Regions from separate parts of the Mus musculus genome. Here regions 1, 2 and 3 are each linked to region 4. A link is a contact called in public promoter capture Hi-C data. All regions are on one chromosome and are shown on one strand. The core of a region is the stretch at or near the end of the contact, and the rest is flanking DNA. Distances in the headings are between cores, read along the strand shown. Region 1 holds the start of Dnhd1 (dynein heavy chain domain 1). Region 2 holds the start of Tpp1 (tripeptidyl peptidase I). Region 3 holds the start of Cavin3 (caveolae associated 3). Region 4 holds the start of Cyb5r2 (cytochrome b5 reductase 2).

Region 1 (2,968 bases), core at 458-2,957, 2.1 Mb after region 4:
GAGACATTAGCTTTGTTTTTGCAAGTGAAAAAGGTGCAGCCTAGTCCAGCTCACTTTAGAGGTGGGCTAATCCTGAAGAGCCATGAGGAGCTGGCTCAAGAAGCCAGTAGCCCTGCAGGCACCTAAACTAATTCATTTTATCTCTTCTACTTAAAGCCCCAAACCATGCCACTCACTTTCTCCCAGCAGGTTCGCCTTCTGCCTGCTCAGTATCACTGCTTTCATACTGTACAGGGATGTCTGTAGCCAGTGCCAAGGGCAAAAGACTAAGGCTGTCCAGCCATGGGGTCTCTTCTAGGGCCACCTCAGCACCAACAATGCCCAGACAGTGCTGTAGCTCAGGCAGTGTCAATGGTCGGAGCCACGTGGCCAATTCCTTTTTTTGTTGCCGGTCCCACTGGGCCTTCACAAAAGGGCATGCTGAGCATGGAGGCCCTCGATGAAACCTCTTCATCCATAGACCACAGTCAACATGGGAAGAACTATGTAACAAAGAACTGTCTGGGGGAAAGGCCTTGTCTATGGCATCTAGCAGGTCCAGCTCTAGCCGGGCTTGGACCTTGGGTGCCCAGCAGTACAGCTGCTCCAGGAAGGGCAGCAACTCGAGTTGACCAGCTAGCATCTCACGGTATGGAGGCAACAGGCCCAGTACTGCATGCAGATAGCGCCAAGCTTCACAACTGCCATCCTGCATCACAGCTGAGAACAGAGACTGAAGCTCAGACAGCAGCAGCTTCAGCAGTGTCCGCTGCTCTGATTCAACCACTGCCTTGAGATCCTCCTGTTTCATTTGACAGTCCCAAGAGTGTTCTTGTCCGCTGCAGCTACATCCAACGAGCCCAGACTGAAGGGTATAAAACCATGGGTTTTTCTTCTCTTCCAGAATAAAGTGGAGGCAGGTATTCAATTGCTGTCGAACAGATCTTGCCCACAGCTCGGGGTCCAAATGCCAATTCCAGGCTTTTGGCTTCTGGGTCTGACCTGTGGGACCCAGCGGGGGGGGGGGGGGAGGGAGGGAGGGACATGTAGAAGTTCTGGCTCTGGGCTGTGCCAGTAGGGTTAGGACAGCAAGGTGGATATAGAGTTGCAGAGCATAGGAAGACCAGTAGAGGGCCCTTACTGAGCCACTCACTGTCAAGGACTAGCACAAGTCCAAGAGGGAGCCCTCCCTGCCCAGGAGCTCCTTCCCACCCTCCAAGGCCTCGTCTCACCTGGCCTGCAGGATGTAGAAGGCATGGGAAGGGAAGGGGGACTGGTCTGTGAATGAGGTTTCATTGCGGAGCGCTCCCTGTCGTGAATGAACTTAGACTCAGTTCCAGTCACTTAACACAGAGACCGATACACGCTTGCAAAATCTTTGGAAAAACTGTGTTCACATGAGGAAAACTTCAGAGTGGAGGCTGGCAACCACCTTGAAAAGGAAACACAAAAGGGTTGTCACTCAAAGGCAGCAAAGCTCCCGTCCCCTGAAGCCTTTACCACAGACTGAGAAGGTCCAGAGTGCAAAGCCGGCTACTGGGTAGGGAAGCAGTTTAGGACACCTAGCGGAAAGACGTGGCAGAAGACAGCTCCCGGTGCGCCAGTGGGAGGGGCCTCCCTAGGCACTGGAAGAGCTGAGCCACTGAGGGCAAGGGTAGCAGATCCCAGAGCCAGAGCAGAGGACTCAGCTGCACCACCTGCTCCCAGCTGTTAGAACCGTTACAGAATCCTGGAGGCCCGAGCCTCAAATCGGAGCTAGAAGGAGAGTTCAACAGGCATGTGGGAGGGGCCTGGGGGCGGGACCGGGACCCAGGCCACACTAGCATACTGCTTTTAACCTGACACCCCAAAGGCCCAAAAAGAATCTGGCTGAGCGGGAGACTGAATGACAAGATTGATTTGGGGGCACTAACAGCATTAGGGGCGTGGTCGTAGGAAGCAAGTGTAATCCTAGGGACTCACTCGCTCACTGATTTTTCCCTCCCCTCCCTTGACAGCATATCCAACTGTCCCACCTCAAGTCCCAACAAGAAACCCGAGTAAGACAAACATCTTGTATCTCTCTCAACAAGCTACACATCTAGTAGTGAGTGGTTTAGTTATGAAAGAAAGAAAGAAAGAAAGAAAGAAAGAAAGAAAGAAAGAAAGAAAGAAAGAAAGAAAGAAAGAGAGAAAGGAAGAAAGCAACCTACCTCTGTTATAGATTTTATTCTAATCAGTGGAAATTTTGATAGGCCAGACAGTAAAAAGAGTAGACTTGGGGGAGGGGGGAGTAGGGTGTTTGATTTCATATATTTCAAGTTTTAAGTCTGAGATACAGATCTCACAGGTGAGAGGCATAGCTCAGTGGTCCAACACTTGCCTCATATGCTCAAAGCCCTGGGTTTAGTCTCCAGTCTAGAAATGAAAGCTGTCCTTGAAGTCATGACTCCCCTGCCTCAACCTCCTGAAGGAAAGAATTATATGTATGTGTCCAACTAGAAGTTTAGTGTTTGCTCTCACTTGAGTCACATTCAAGCTTGAGTATTCCCAGGACCATGGTTAGAGTGTTCTGCTTTCTCTAAGGCTAAGCAAATAGTCTTTGCTTTCAGGATCCAAGAGAGTTAGTTCATCACCTCCTCTGCCTAGGCCCATTACAACTAGTGAGATGAAGAAGAGAAGAAATCACACCTCTTTATGAAGGGCACAACCTGGAAGTTGCCTGTGTCACTCCTTCACTTGCCCTGACCTAGGCAAAAATAAAACTTTCACATCTAATCTTTTTTTTGCAAAGGTTGTGGTGGTTTGAATGAGAATGACCCCATAGGTTCATATATCTGAATGTTTGGTCCCTTGCTGGGGCTGTTTGGGAAAGATTAGAAGGTATAACCTTGATGGTTCATCTCACTGGTGGAAGGATTGTATACAAGAGTGAGCACTTTTCTCCACATTGTTCTCAAATTTTTATTTCAAGTTTCTGCTCAGGCATGCATCCCCTTATAGTGAATCC
Region 2 (3,093 bases), core at 110-2,609, 2.0 Mb after region 4:
CTCACCCTCACTGTCTCCTTTGGCTGCTCGCTCTCCCGTTGTCTCACCATTCGGGGTAGCCCAGGGCCCCTCAGCTTCAGCACTCAGTACAGAGTCTGGCCTGGAGCCTCCGGATGACACAGAGCTGCGCATCTAGCTGTGGCCCTAACTGGGCCCCGACCTGGGACACGTCCAGTGTCCCCAAAGCAGGCCCCATTCTCAGCCTGCCCTGGGCAGCCTCGGACCATGACTGACTATGGGGAGGCCACCACCAGTCCCCTGCTCTCCACCTTAAACTCTTATAGCTGGGACAGGTCCCACATTTCTCTGCAGTTCCTTCAGCACTAGGACCACAGAGGGCCTGTTGGTCATGACCTGTGGCCAGATCCAGTGTGGAGAGAAATAAGAATGAGGCAACAGCCTTGGGTTCTCTTCAGCCAAGACTTCCTGCCCTGCACCAGCGCCCTGCGATGGAGCTGAGACTTTATTTATTGGGGGTTAGGGGGATGGGGAGGTCCCTCCAATCTGGGCCCAGCTCTTTTGGGTTCTTCTGACATCCCTGCCCCTGCCCAGAACAAGTGCCAATTCTCACTCTGGAGCCTTAATAAACTGCAGTTTGTATCCAGCCTCTGGCTCTGTTCTGTCAGGGTAACCAGAAGTCACTGGCGTAGCACTGTGGATACCTGGCACAGTAGCCAAGGAGGCCCAGAGGGAGGGCGGACAACAGGACATGTAGGAGTAGGGTTGGCACTGAGAGCTCAGAAGCCTAGCCTTGGGATCTCTGCTGCTTTCCCCTCTAACATGGTCAGGACTTGAACTGCAGTGGTTTCCTGCAGAGACTGACAGAGTAGGAAGCAGTCTAGGGTCCTAAGCCTGAGGGTCTGGAATAAGATATGGTGATTATTAAGAGTAGGTAAGTGAAGAAATCCCCAACCCCCCCCCCCCACACACACACACCTTGGAAACATGAAATGTCCACATTCATAAGAGCTCACATTAGTTGAGTCTGCCAGGTCAGTCTTGGCTCCATAGGCTTGCTTTATTGCAATGTCCACTTTTACTCCCAAGTATGAGGCACATTTCTTTTACGTAACAGTCACTGAATTTTAAGTGAAGAAACCTAGGCTCTGAGAGCTTGTTTTTCTAATATTGTACGGCCAGGAGCAGCCCATACCTATGGGGCTTCAGAGCCCACTCCTTTATGATTCCTTTAGAGACAGACAGACTTGGGCAGCAGGTGAAGAGGAGCCCTGGGCTTAGATGCTCAACACAGCATAGAATTCTAATAGCAGCCCCAGCATTCAGAACAGCTCATTTGGGAGGGAGGAGTCAGCAACGTCACTAGTTACTAGGCAGGGAGATGGGGGAGGTGCCAGACCATGCTCATGTGACTTATCACATGACTACAGATCAGCCTGAAAGCCAAAATGGGACTCCAAGCCCGGTGAGAAACTGAGGTGGGGAGGGTAGCTAAGGGGGATTACATTAGAGGGATTACATGTTGTAGAAGGAGTACAATGAGGGTTCGGCTCCTGATGAAACCCACCTGCTGTCCCTGCAGCCTCCTAGGGCTCCTTGCTCTCGTCATCGCCGGCAAATGCACTTACAACCCTGAGCCGGACCAGCGGTGGATGTGAGTTGATTTAGTACTACAGGTGCCTGTCTCTGCAGACGCTTGGTCCTAGCTTTCCTCATCCTCAACTGCTCCTAGTACCCACTCTGTAGCCTTATTCGACACCCCCTCGGCTTAATCTCTGGTCATTTATCTCCTATGATCCTTATCTGCATCTAGGATTCGACCCAAAGTCTCAGTTCTTAATCCCAAACTTTCCATGATCTGGATTTCTCGTTATGGCCTAATCAAATCATGTCCCTGACCCTGTAGGCTGCCTCCAGGCTGGGTGTCCCTGGGCCGCGTGGATCCCGAGGAAGAGCTGAGTCTCACTTTTGCGCTGAAACAGCGGAACCTGGAAAGACTCTCGGAGCTGGTGCAGGCTGTGTCGGATCCTAGCTCTCCTCAATATGGTGCCTATCAGTTGGGGCAGGAAGTGGGAGGCAGGACCAGGCAGGCACTGGCTGGTGCAGATCATGTAGGGCCATGTTTCTGGTATGACAGACAAATGACAATAACTGCCATATTCATACACACACACACACACACACACACACACACACACACACACCAAAATTTCCACCTGAGTTCTTCAGTCTTAAAACTAAGAACAAATCTAAGCCTAGTAGCATGAGGTAATAATCCTAGCTACTTGGACTAAAACAGGACGATTTTGAATCCAAGGCATGCCTGGGCAGTGTAGCAATATTGTCAACATTAAAACCAATTTTTTTTAGAGGCCTAGCTAGCTCATTGATAGGGTGGGTGCTTACGGAGCATATGAAAAACCCTAGGTTCAAGTGCCAGGAAGATGGTGGGTGTGGGGTAGCTAGCTGTGTTTAAGAACACATGATTCATAATCAGATCTAGATTGAAATGTTCACTTACCCTACCAGCTCTCAAATGGAGGACTAGCACTTAGTGTGTGTGCATGATCAAGTCATGGACCTTACCCCACTCTCATAGCCACTGCCACACCCTCCTCTGTTGCTAGTTCAAGTCCTAAATTGTCTTTGGATTAATCCACTCTGGCCATTCCTCTTGCTACCAACTCAGTTGTTTATTCTCTTTCTGGATTACTGCCCAGTACCCGGACTGGTTTGAAGCTTCCTCTCCTTCACCCCACTCCCCAGAACAGTCCCTTCTCTATTCTAGAGTATTCTCTATGGTGCTCAGGCTGGAGTGAATCCTTCCCCTGCTTAAAGTCCTGTATGGTGAGGCAAGGGTGTGTGTGTGTGTGTGTGTGTGTAGAATGGAGGCGAGAGGAGGGGGGGGCATCCTTAGAGCACCCAAGAAGCTCCTCATATGCAGGAAAGAATGACTCACCGTTATGTTGTTTAAAATCAACAAGGATGAAGAGCTGAGCTAAATTAGAAGGTTCTGTATAACTGGCTCCAAAAGTTTGGGGAAATCTTTTTGAAGATAAGCTTAAAATGGGATATTGAAAGTTTACTAACGTCCTTGAGTTTTTGTGACCATGGTAACACATGCTGTGCATTTTT
Region 3 (3,349 bases), core at 684-3,183, 2.3 Mb after region 4:
TCTCCAGTCTTCATTAACTTAAGCATACAACAGTTTTCCTTTGTGTCTTCCCTTTGGAATGTCTGTGCCATGTAAAACCTCTATTACTTAGACTTGCTATGCCATTTCCATCTCCCTGTGCAGCCAGGGAGAGTCTTAATCTTTCAGATGTGCCATTCTTAGTTCCAGATTTACAGGTGTATAACCAAGCTCATTTAAACCTGACTGTGGTTTTAAGAGCGCCAGCCACGAACTGGTGATAGGCATCACATTTTGAACATCTAGAGCTAGAACGGACCAGACAGTGATGTATGGTTGGGTAGAATTGGTCACTAAAGCTTTTCTCAACCTTATTTATGTATGTAGTCTTTTGGACGACCCAAGACAATTGTGTGTCTAAGCTGGAGAGATAGCTCAGCCAATAAGAGTACTTGAGGCTCTTACATAGGACAGGAATCCTATTTTTAGCACCCACATTGGATACCTCAGAGTGGCCAATAACCACAGTTTGAGGGCATCTGACACCTTCTGATATCCATAGGTCTTTGCACATGCATGTGCACACATTCATGCACACACACATATACATAAATAAATAAAAACATCTAAAAGATTTCCAAGTTGTTGGGCTGGGGTATGGCTTAGTGGCAGAATACTTGTCTAGCGTGTTTGAGGGTTTGGGTTTGATCCTTAACGCTGTGCCTTTTCAGCCAACTAATGGGGCAGTCAATGAACACCTATAACTTCAACACTCAGGTGTCTGAGACAGGAAGATTTTGAGTTTGAGGCCTGGGTTACACAATGAGTCCCTATCTCAAAAACACAGAAACAGGGTCAAAGATGTAGCTCCGTTGAAGATGTTGACCAGTGTGCATAGGAGCCTGAGTTCGATTTCCAGCACCAGCATAAAGTAGGTTTGGTGGCACACAACTGTTATCTCAGCCGTTGGGTGGCAGAAGCAAGAACAGACATTCAAGACCATCCTTGGCTGAACAGTGAGTTCAGGGCCTCCCTGAATGACATGAAACCCCGCTCAAACTCTTTGTGTTCTTTTGTCAGGCTCAGATGGCTCTGCTAATATCGGGTCCAAGATGAGCAAATCAAACTCTAACATAAAAACAAAGTTTTCACAACCAGAACTCAGGAATCAACCTTTATGTAGTGATTTTCCACTCTAACACTCACTATGTAGTTCATCATGGTCTCCAATTGGTGATTTTCCTACCTCAATATGTATCACCATATCTAGCTACTGCAGCATTTCAAATCCTCACACTCACCAATTTCGGAGACGGGATTGAAGGCATTACGCAGGAACCACAGCCAATCTCCATTAAAACGGACAAACCAGTACTTATTCTAACTCATGGCTGAGCTATCCTCCAGGAATCCAAAGAAGAACAACGCAGTCCAGTAGGAAGAAATAGCAATAAACGAAGCCAGAGGCTAAACCTGGAAAATATCAGAGGATGCCCCGCCCAGCCCGCCTAGACACAAAGCCCTGCCTTGGGCCTAGGCAGTCTTGGGTCTGAGGCAGAACATTCCAAACTTTACAGGCCTCCGCCCAGCGTTGGGGCTCAGCAGCTTTGACGGCTTAGGCTATGCCTTTAACACCCCTGCCTTCCACCCCCACCCCCTTCTCTGATCACTAGATAGATAAATGAAATTTTCAGTGGTTTGCCTTTTGCTGTGAAGAACACAGGCCTGAAAGAAGCCCACCAGGAAAATGGGGGAAAAGGAGCACAAACTCAGAAAAGAGGTGCCTCTGGGCAGGACTGTCTTACTCGCAGATCCCGGGGCGGAGCCTTCGAAAGAGCCCCCTTTGGACATTCCGCCCCCTTGCTCGGCCTCCTCCTTTTCCCACCGCGGAAGATGCCAACTCCCGCCCGGCTGAGTCACGGCCTGAACTAGGGGAGGAGGCGGGGAAAGGCAGCCCCAGCCCAGATCGCAGCCATCGGTCTCAGGGAGAGCAGGCCCGGTGGTCAGAGATCATGGGGGAGAGCGCACTGGAGCCCGGACCTGTGCCTGAGACGCCCGCAGGGGGTCCGGTGCACGCAGTCACCGTGGTGACCTTGCTGGAGAAATTGGCCACCATGCTGGAGGCTCTGCGGGAGCGGCAAGGCGGCCTGGCTGAGAGGCAGGGCGGCCTGGCGGGCTCCGTGCGTCGCATACAGAGTGGCCTGGGTGCGCTGAGTCGCAGCCACGACACCACCAGCAACACACTGACGCAGCTGCTGGCCAAGGCGGAGCGCGTGGGCTCGCACGCCGACGCAGCCCAGGAGCGGGCCGTGCGTCGCGCTGCTCAGGTGCAGCGGTTGGAGGCCAACCACGGGCTGCTGGTGGCGCGCGGGAAGCTGCACGTCCTGCTCTTCAAGGTCAGTGACCTCAGGCATCCCTCTCCCGCCCCCAACCCTCGCCTCTAGGTTACCACCGAGGGAAGGACTCCTGCCACCCACCCGTCCGCATCTCCACATTCCTGACCCAGCGTGCTGCCCTCACTTGTGGAAGACTCTCAGAGCCGCACCCACTTTCTCACAACAGCGACCTTATCCCTTTCTCACTCCCAGCCTGGCCAACCCACGCCCTCCCTAACTCAGGCCAGTCTGCGGATTTGGTCAGTCGCACCCACATGGAACTAACTGTTAGGTGTTACTCTGCCTCCTCCAAGCGCCTATACAGCTGTTACACTCTACACGGTTTCATCCACTTTGCAAACTTGCAAGGTCCACTTTCCCCCTCTTTGCTCATCTCTCTGCTCCTCCATCCTCCCCATCCCCCATCTTCCCATTCCTCTATTTTGGCCCCAATTCCTAGTGCAGATGCAAAGGGTGGAGTAGCTTCCCTTGGCGGGCGGGCAAGAGAGTTTCAGGCTGGTCCTGGCTAAGTGCCAGGGTCAAATCAGAGAATCAAAAGCTGTGTCATCACATTTAGGAGGAGACTGAAATTCCAGCCCGCGCCTTCCAGAAAGTCCCAGAGCTCTTGGGTCCGGAGGACCAGTTGGTGCTGGGCCCAGATCAGCCAGAGGATGAAGTTGGAGAGAGTTCTGAAGAGGAGCCAGTGGAGTCCAGGGCTCAGCGGCTGCGCCGCACTGGTTTACAGAAAGTTCAAAGCCTGAAAAGGGCTCTTTCCAGTCGTAAAGCAGCACAGCCCACACCAGTCAAGCCGCCACGCGTAGGGCCTGTCCGGAGCTCTGAAGGCCCATCAGAAGGCCAGCCTGCAGCTCAGCCTGAAATGGAGTCCGAGCTCGAGACTGCCCTGGAGCCAGAACCTCCTCAACCTACCAAGGAAGATCCTGAGAAACCCGTGCTTCAAATAGAGAGCGCAGCCTGATCCCTGGGGCTGCCTGTCCCATTCGGTGCTTAAGCCTTGT
Region 4 (3,149 bases), core at 178-2,677:
CACAGGGTTTGTTTTTTAAAATTGCTGTTTGAGCTACCAACTTGAATTTCATAATATATATGAAATTTTGCTTGAGATTGGGGCAGAATTTCAAGCAACTTCTGACAAGCCCTAAACATACTTCTGTCTTTTTTCCTATGTATGTACAAAATGTTGAGTTTCAGCATCAACAATTATATATATATTTAAAAAAATCTATGAACTCTGAAAAACATTGAAGATTCCTCAACTACCTTGTGTGGAATCAAATATTCAGCCAAGATTTAGTTCTTCTTGTAAAAGTAAGGAGTATATTCATCTCATTACTGTGTGAATTGATTTCATCTATAATAATGGGAAACTATTTATATAGCAAAGATTATTTTAAGACTTGGAAAAATGACTCAGCAGTTAAGAGAACTCACTCTTATAGAGAAGTAGAATTTGGCTTCCAGCATCCAGACTGGGTAGCTGACAACTGCCTCTAACTTCAGTTCTGGGGACCTGAGGCTTCCTAGTCCTGCTGTTGGGGGTACATGTCTCTCGTTGGAGCTAATGATTTGATGCAAATACCTTCATGAAATACCATTTTACAATCTGGGCTTTCCCCCTCTCTATACCAGAGACTAAAAACTCAGGGACTCGCACAAGCTAAGGTAACCATGTCCTGTATCTCAGTCCTTTGCTGCTGTTGTTGTTGTTGGGCTGGTGTTTGTGTTTTTTTTGGTTTTTCGAGACAGGGTTTCTCTGTGTAGCCCTGGCTGTCCTGGAACTCACTTTGTAGACCAGGCTGGCCTTGAACTCAGAAATTCGCCTGCCCCTGCCTCCCAAGTGCTGGGATTAAAGGCGTGCGCCACCACGCCCGGCTTGTGTGTTTGCTTTTCAACTTTAAGCTAGTCTTACTAAGTTGCCAAAGTTGACCTTTAACTCACTATGAAATGAGTTTTCCTTTTGCCACTTGCAAGCGTGGAAGAGGAAACCAAGGTTCTGAAATGCATTGTGAAGAATCTTCATAATCTGAACTTCTCATCCTGCCTCTGAGAGTCCGGTCCGGTCTCCCACTAAAGACTGGCTGCAGTCACCCCAATCCTGCAAACACTTGGTCCTGGGAGGCTAGGGTAGCAGCTCAGGAAGCATGTTAAATAAGATATGCAGTCTTCCTCTAGGCTGCAACTCTTCTTCAGTTTGCATTGTAAACAAGTTTACAGCAACCCCTTCCTTCATCTTGCCAGGCTCTTAACAAGCTGGGGAGGCTGAATTTTCCTCAAGGCTGCTGACATGCGCAGGAAAGTCAAGAAGCAGAGGGATCCCTGCATAGGGATCTTGGAGATAAGCCCCATTCCCACCCGGCCAGCTGCAGAAGCGCCAGGCTAGTCCTGTGCCAGAGTCATGTGACACAGAAGCTCGAATCCGTCGCTATGGGGCAGGAGTCAGCTCCTCAGCGGCCACTGCCGGATGTTTCATCATCCCCACCATCAAAGGCACTGTTCATCTCGAGGATAAGTCAGGCATCTCGCTCCAGGTGAGTTCTGCCGGGAAAGCGCGGGGCAGGAAGGAACCCGGGGCTAGGCGAACAGCCGCAGGCGGTGGCCGAGGCAGGATTCACGGGCGGTTTCCCAGCTGGTTGGGACAGTGGGCCTCAGGGCTAAGCTGCAGACTTTTCTGCAACAGGTTGGGATGAGAACAAACTGGCCTAGTGAGGGAGGAGCTGGGTGGAGTTGAGGGCTATTATAGGGAGGTTGGCCACGCCTCTTACAGGTATATGTTTGCCTCAGTTACTCATAGGAAGGTGCTAGTGAGTCCCCAAGCCACTCACTGCTCCACTGCTCCAGCGGAATCCGAAGTGAGTGTGGCAAGTCTCTAGAGAGGTGAGCTCTGTCCCCAGCCTTGCTGTTAGCTGGTAAGGATCCCACAGTCATTCCCCCCAGGATGGAGGCAGATGACCAATGAGGGCCTGGAGACACTAGCACTCTGGGATAGGTGTCAAGCCTGGTCCAGGGGTCTTCTTGGACCTGCAGCTAACCTCTGCACGCTGGTCCCAGAGAGAGCCTTCTGTATTAATACCTTTCTCTCTGCTAGTCCTGTAAGACATAAGATCAGCCAGGCTTAGAGCTGCCTAGCCCAGCATGGGTGAAATCTGAGGTCTGTCTTCACACTGTATCTGCCAGGACCAAACCTGTCACCGGGGCCACTGCGATTCTCATAGCCCTGAAGAAAATGAGTGTCAAGAAGAAAGATCTTATCACCTTACAGGACCCTGAAGCCAAGTACCCGCTGCCCTTGATTGAGAAGGAGGTAGTGGGTCACCTAAACCTCCCTCTGGTTAGGTGAAAGGGGAGGGTGGGGGTGGGGGAGAATGCTAGCTGGGGATATGAGGTGATCAGTCACCTCAGGACCAAATGGAGCACCTTTCTAAAGATCTGGACCACAAAGCAAAACTCCTAGAGAGTCAACAGAACCTGCCTACCTCTTTCTTCTTCTTCTTTTTCTAACCAGCAAATCAGTCACAACACCAGAAGGTTCCGCTTTGGGCTGCCCTCACCAGACCATGTCCTGGGGCTTCCTGTCGGTGAGCAGTGCTTGGTGACATGTCCAAGTCTGAGTGTTTGAGTACTTGGCTCCTATTAGCAATGGATTCCCATTCTTGTGGGATATGGAGGGTACACTGATATAACCCTGGACCACATGAATGGAGGGAATAGGCAGCTGGACTTGAGGACAGTGTCCCCATTGTCCCACTTGGACTGTCACAATAGTAATAGCTTGAGGAGCACTGATAAGACGTAAGCTTAGAGTCAGGAAGTTTAAGATCTCCTTAATGGCTCCTGTCCATGCAATTTAAGGCCAGTCCCTCACCATCTCTGACCTTCTTCCATCTATAGTATTTCCCAGGCTTTTCTGCCTACTTCAGGTATAGTGAGGGTAAAATGAATGATGGATATGAAAATTCAGAAACTTCATTGTGTTGTTCAGGGATGACAAGAACAGATGTTCCCTTGCAGTCAAGGCCCAATATACATGGGAATCACTAGCAGTGCAAATGCCCTAACTGGATGGATTATCTGAGGGGTCCTGAGACCCACTTGAGGAGGGACTCACTGTGGAAACCAATCCCAGCTGACCTCTTGAATTGTCCCGCTTCTAGTTTCATCAGTAACATCTCTAGACAG

What was found. Promoter capture Hi-C pulls out the DNA fragments that hold promoters and counts their contacts.
Region 1: a promoter capture Hi-C map of pre-B cells shows a contact between it and region 4, with 7 times the contacts expected there. The contact joins the promoter of Dnhd1 here to the promoter of Cyb5r2 in region 4. A contact is called at or near these places in 2 of 39 promoter capture datasets (liver and pre-B cells) and 1 of 115 datasets of contacts at active chromatin or transcription factors (astrocytes).
Region 2: a promoter capture Hi-C map of embryonic stem cells shows a contact between it and region 4, with 2.5 times the contacts expected there. The contact joins the promoter of Tpp1 here to the promoter of Cyb5r2 in region 4. A contact is called at or near these places in 4 of 39 promoter capture datasets (cranial neural crest, embryonic stem cells, liver and 1 more).
Region 3: a promoter capture Hi-C map of hippocampal neurons shows a contact between it and region 4, with 4 times the contacts expected there. The contact joins the promoter of Cavin3 here to the promoter of Cyb5r2 in region 4. A contact is called at or near these places in 2 of 39 promoter capture datasets (frontonasal cranial neural crest and hippocampal neurons).

What each region holds. Positions count from the first base shown.
Region 1 is chr7:105,649,515-105,652,482 of GRCm38.p6, reverse strand. Dnhd1 (dynein heavy chain domain 1) reads right to left here and starts at 1,707. Exons shown (of 44, transcript NM_001370803.1): 1 at 1,542-1,707; 2 at 1,212-1,411; 3 at 177-981. The coding sequence starts at 1,275. It also overlaps a transcript of Timm10b not described here.
Region 2 is chr7:105,750,501-105,753,593 of GRCm38.p6, reverse strand. Tpp1 (tripeptidyl peptidase I) reads left to right here and starts at 1,359. Exons shown (of 13, transcript NM_009906.6): 1 at 1,359-1,423; 2 at 1,541-1,612; 3 at 1,865-2,004. The coding sequence starts at 1,407. Dchs1 (dachsous cadherin related 1) reads left to right here. Exons shown (of 21, transcript NM_001162943.1): 21 at 1-605. The coding sequence ends at 136.
Region 3 is chr7:105,480,781-105,484,129 of GRCm38.p6, reverse strand. It overlaps Cavin3 (caveolae associated 3), which reads left to right and starts at 1,933. Exons shown (of 2, transcript NM_028444.1): 1 at 1,933-2,354; 2 at 2,911-3,349. The coding sequence starts at 1,971. The coding sequence ends at 3,309. Gm36847 (a long non-coding RNA gene) reads right to left here and starts at 1,331. Exons shown (of 3, transcript XR_378395.4): 1 at 1,260-1,331.
Region 4 is chr7:107,756,310-107,759,458 of GRCm38.p6, reverse strand. Cyb5r2 (cytochrome b5 reductase 2) reads left to right here and starts at 1,427. Exons shown (of 9, transcript NM_177216.4): 1 at 1,427-1,501; 2 at 2,148-2,274; 3 at 2,476-2,548. The coding sequence starts at 2,197.